Linked DNA regions of Bos taurus: region 1 is linked to region 2. Evidence: chromatin contacts called from public Hi-C data. All regions are on one chromosome and are shown on one strand. The core of a region is the stretch at or near the end of the contact, and the rest is flanking DNA. Distances in the headings are between cores, read along the strand shown.

Evidence for each region. A called contact is a pair of places that touch in the nucleus more often than the background predicts.
Region 1: a contact with region 2 is called in a Hi-C map of an unstated tissue, with 3 times the contacts expected there. The contact joins the enhancer-like site here to the promoter of SMG7 in region 2. A contact is called at or near these places in 4 of 11 Hi-C or Micro-C datasets (liver, skeletal muscle and an unstated tissue).

The regions. Positions count from the first base shown.
Region 1 is chr16:64,648,915-64,651,614 of ARS-UCD2.0, reverse strand. No RefSeq gene overlaps it. Among named protein-coding and RNA genes, the nearest start is that of NCF2, 12 kb to the right of the region's middle. Within about 2 kb of position 1,339, at least 17 of the 102 cell types and tissues checked have an H3K27ac peak or open chromatin away from gene starts, as enhancers often do.
Region 2 is chr16:64,517,146-64,519,845 of ARS-UCD2.0, reverse strand. SMG7 (SMG7 nonsense mediated mRNA decay factor) reads right to left here and starts at 1,368. Exons shown (of 22, transcript NM_001193205.3): 1 at 1,187-1,368. The coding sequence starts at 1,215. It also overlaps a transcript of NMNAT2 not described here.

The DNA of each region.
Region 1 (2,700 bases), core at 90-2,589, 130 kb before region 2:
GATCCCCTGCATTGGCAGGTGGATTCTTAACCACTGGACCACCAGGGAAGCCCCCCTCTTCTTTAATGAGCATAAATTGCCTTTGAAGTCAGACAGACCTGGGTTTTAATCCTGGTCATTGATGAGCTCTGTAACCCTGAACAAACTCCTGAAGCTAAGACTCGGCTTCTTTTACTACAGTGCGTTTTGGTGAGGAGTGAATGAAATGATGCAAGCCAAGGGCTTGAACTTGCTTGGCAAACAGTAAGAGCTCAATAGAGAGTGACTGTTAGATTATTCGGAGAAGGCAATGGCACCCCACTCCAGTACTCTTGCATTAATTGCCAGCACCCCTCTTACCCCTGAAGGATTCCAGCCTCTGCAACTACAGCAATTAGATGCCTATTTGTCCTCAGGGGGAAGCTGGCAAATATGGATTCGGACTCCTCTTTGGGGACCCACAGTAGCAAATAGGCAGGCATACTGGGAAGGAGAGGTGGTAGAAGGGACTAGGCGGGTCCTGTTCATTTCTGACAAAGATCTGAGAACAGTATACTCTCCGTGGGTCACTGGACTCAGCCCTTTCTTTCCTGATTTTCTTGCTGTCATTACCCCTCCTCCACATCCACACTGCTTGAGAAGCCTGGCGCCTCAGACTCTGTGTCCAGAGGGGAGGAGGTGCATGTGGGAAAAGTCTGTCTCAGACCATGACGCCCCCACCCACCCCCCAGGGCAGGTGAGCTCTGGAGAAGTCAGAATCCTGACTGCTTGTCACTAAGCCCTTCTTTGCAACCCTGGGTGTTTTCTTGGCCTGTTTGGTGCAATTGTGGAAATGGGCTGGGGTTTCTTTAGGCTAATTTAGCTGCTCAGTTCTGTTCAGGAGGAAGGCAGCTAGGGCTTATGCAGCAAGGAGAAGAAGGAAAAAACAAAACACAACAAAACAAAATTTCATCAGGGGAGAGTTGTTACTACAGACTGAGCAGGGTTTCAGAAAGACTCTTGAATCTGGTGGGGCTCACGAACCTTAGGGCAAGGGGGTGTGGGCTGAAGTCCCAGGGCAATGCCACTCCTCCCACATGTTCAGAGCATCAAGCCTATGTGTTTAAGGCTTCCTGGAGATCCAGTGGTTAGGACTCCATGCTTCCACGGCAAGGGGCACTGGTTTGATCCTTGGTGGAGGAACTAGGATACCCCCCCAACATGCTATGAGGCACGGCCTTAGCCCCTTGCTTTCCCTCGTCTCCTCAGCCCCTCACAACCTGACTTCTGCCTCCTGTGAAAGGCCCCAGCTCTGGCAGTGCCCTCGGCCCTCAGCCTCCTTCACCACCTCCTTGAAGGGTTTCACCTCCTGACGTGTGTGACTGCGTCACCCAGACTCTTCCCCGTCTCCCTGAACACTGGCTCACTGGACATTCCACTGACTCCACCTGTCTTACCTAGAAATTCTCTAAAGCTCAACCCTCATTTTCTTAAGCCGTATCAGCCCATCTCAGATTTATGCTTCGCAGAGACAGTGTGGCCAGAAACACTCTCACTCTGAGAGTTATTTGCATAAACCTGTGGGAGCGGATGAATTACCTCTCTGTCTCCTCCACTTCCTGTGGCAGCCACCGTGACAACAGCCTCCCAATCAGTCTGGCTGAAAACCCCGGGGACTCCTTGATCTTGGATTCCTCCTCCTCTTTGTCTCCATGAGCAGAACCAAATTGTCTTTGGCATTTATTCTCTCCTTTCCTCTTCTTGCAGCTGCTTTAGCATTACTCTTGATTGCCTGAGATATTACAGTAGCCTCTTTTTCTCGTTTTTATTTTACATTGGAATATAGTTGATACACAATGTTGTGTTAGTTTCCGGTGTACAGCACAAAGTGATTCAGTTACACACACACATATATCTATTCTTTTTCAAATACAATAGCTTCTTGATGTTTTGTTGCCCAGATAAGAACCACTTCTCCAGACTTCAAAACTCCTTATTCCCCCATCTTCCTCCCAGGGTTTTGTGTCCCAGTAGACAGAGATGGAAGGAGAAAGCAAGACAGGGTCTGGAAGGACAGTGGCTGCAAGAAATAGATGTCTCACCTACAGTTTGTAAGCAGACAGTGGAAAGAGGGAGAGAACGAAGGATGAAAATCTCTTTTCAGTGGAAAATTATGATACATTCTAAAGCAGGAAGTCCACCATTTTGTATAAAAGGGGACTTTCTCAGGCTTTGATGACTCTGGACAGAGTGTCACAAATTTTATGCCTTTGATTGTACCTTGGCGTCGTAAAGCATTCTGCAAAGCTTTTGTGTGCTAGGAATTTCTAAGGAGGAAACAGCTACAGAGCTGTGAGCCGGCAAACTAGAAACTGAGAGAAAACCGCTTAGAGTTGGGACAGAGTGGGACTGGGTGTCCAAGGGTCTGGCTAAGGAGGTGGTGCCGGCATGCTGAGAGGCTTTTGCTCACAGCAGCCTGGAGTGGGAGGTGGGAATGTCACAACAGGGGATCAGCACCTCACGAGGCAAACAAAGATTGTTTGTTTACTTTTCTGTCATGAATCTGGAAATCCGAAAGCATCCACCGCCTATGAGTAGCTGTGTGCCACTTTTATATGGAATTTCATTTCAGTCTCTAAGGCATTGTTCTTAGAACCATTTTGCAGATGTGGAAACTGAGCTCTTGAGAACTGGCATGACTTAACGAAAGTTGGCTTAGGTAGTACAAGACAGAGCGGGATT
Region 2 (2,700 bases), core at 119-2,618:
GGCTAAAATGACTTTTCTGCTCATTTCAGACTACTACCCCATCCAATTCCCTCCTCCACAAGGTATGAAACCACTTTTTAAATCATTTTACCATAAGTTTGCCATTCTTAGTTTTGCTACTGAAAGACAAAAAGACCTGTTTCAGGGTCTCCCTTCCCCTTTTCTAAGCAGTAGCAACTCCCCATTTAGTCTTAGGTTCTTAACAATCTCATTTTCCTGTGCCATCAGGATCTTGACCCCCGTTTATCTCTACCTTCAAGCTCTTATTCTGCTTCCATGGAACCTTCCAAGCTGCACAATAGCTGGTGCAATACGCTCTCGCCACCATGTACTTGGTTCCAATCTGCATCTTCCTTCTCCAGTGTGTATTAATCGCCCCCTAAACCCTCCCCTGATACACATCACATTCTCACACTCTGCACCCATGCGTCACCCTACCTCGACATACAAGTTCTTTACACCACTCTTAATGGATCTACACTACTCTCCGAATGGTATCTTCCGACAGATTCTAACCCAGTTTCTTCTGGGGAATCCAACCCCGGCCGTAGTACCTCCTTCTTTCTTCACTTCCTCATCCATTCCCTTCCCTATGCCCCCTACTCCCACCCCACCAACTAACTAAGGATGACATTATTTCTCAGTACTTCCAACCCCAGAACGATGAACAAACTCCAGTTTCCGGCGGCCTCCCCCTCCTCTAGGCCTCCCCACACACCCCAGGTGTGCAGACTTCCACCTGGCCTTCTCCCCAGCCATCGCTCCAGCCCCACAACCACACCACGTTTCCCCGCCGCCGGGATCAGACCCCTCCACACCCACCTCCATTCGGGGTCGCCGCCGCCTCCCCGGGCGCCTCCCCGCCCCGACTCGCCAGCGAGCCCGCGACCCCGGGCGCGCGCGCACACACACACGTTCTCACGCTTCCCTAACCTCCTTCCCCGCACCGAGACCAGCCAGCTCCGCGGGAACTCAGCCCGGCCCGCGGAGGGGATAGGCACCCAAGAGTGTGCCCGCTCCGCCCCCTCCCGCCGAGCCTCTCGCAGCCCCCGCCTCCCAGCCGGGAAAAGAGAGGACACAGCAACTCCCCCGCCACCCCGGACGTACCACCTCTGTGTCTGTTGCTCCGTGCCCCCAACCTTCGACCCGCTCCCCGGCTCCGTACTGGGCCGGCCCCCACACTCACCGGAGATACTGCGCGCTCTGCAGGCTCATCCTCCGCCGCCGCGTCTTTCCGCGAAGCCTCTGCGCGTCTCTCAGGCTCCTCGGAGCGGCCCCGCGGCACCACGGGTGCTGGCGGCCGCCGCCATCTTCCTCTCCTCCGGCTCCTCCTCGCTCGGCGGGGGGGTGGGGGTGAGTAAGGCGAGGTGGGAGGGAGCGGGGAAAGCTGCTCTCGCTGCTGCTCCGGCCCTTGGGGCGCAGGGACACTCCGACCCGGGAAGGGGGGAGGGAAAGGGAGAAGGGATGGGGGCGGGGGAAAGAGGGACAGCAGCGGAAGGAAGTGGGGGGGGGGGTCTCTCGCGAGATTTCAGCGGCGCCGGTCCCTTCGGGTGATTTCCGCCTCTGTGTAGGGCTCCCTCTTGGGATCAGTTAGCCGTGCGGCGCCTGTGCGGCTGCTGAGTGGCCCACAGGAGGCGCTTGGCGGCTTCCGGCCAACCCACCCCTCTCCTCCCGCGCGAGGGGGCAACCCCAGCCTCACCGGGAACATCGAGCCCAAATCAATCGGGAGTTACACTCAAAGTCTTCCCCCGTCTTTCCACTCCGTCCGATTTCGCTCTTCCTTTTTTCCTTTCCTCCACTCTTCCCGACCGGAAACGCGCCTCTTCCTCTTACAGTTCCGGCCCCCAGTCCCTTGTCTCTGGTCCGCCCTCGCGCCCTAGAGTGACTCTAAGGACCCCCTCCTCTTTTCTAGGGCCCCTCCCTCTGCACGCAGGGACACTGTTGGAGGGGTTAGGGTGGAGCCCAGGGATGGAGAGAAAAGAAACCAATCGGATTGGATAAGCAGCTGTCAAGGCAACTGGAGGCTGTAGCTGTATTGTCATAGTAACCAATGTGTGCAGGCTGAATGACCCTCCCTTGGCTTAGTGGATTCCCCGAAAAGTGCCTAGGGTTTCCCCTCGGCTTCTCTTCCATCATAAAGGCCTCCCCCAGGTTGGGAATTCGGGTAGTTCTCCTGGGCAGTGAGGTTCATTTTCTCCCCCCTTTCCCTTTCCCGCAGCGATGGGGGAGACCCCGAGGCATTCACCATGGGCTTTTCCACCCGCCTGCGGGCGGGAACCGCCTCCATAGTTTTCCTCTCGGTGACGGACGCGGGGAGGGCCGGGCCTACGAAAAAGATGCCGGGCCTGAAGGCTGGTGGGCGGCGGGCTGGAGCCGACTGGGCGAGGCGGCGGCGCTAGGCTGCGAGGCGGGCCAGGGGTTTCCCCATCACCGGGAGGGCTCTGGGAGGCGGGGTCCCGCCAGGACGGGGTCCCTGAGGGAGGAGAACGGCACACGACTGCCGAGATCCCTCTTCTGCCGACTGGGACAGCCGACTTTCCCCAGCGGGTCGGCCCCTCACAGAAATCCCCGAGACCCCACCCCGCAATCGCACTCGGCGACGGAGCCTCCTCGGGAGTTCCCCGCTCTGCCTTCACGAGCCATCTCCTGTCACGAGGAGGCCGGAGTTGGGGTGGGAACTCATCTTGGAAGGCTGACAAG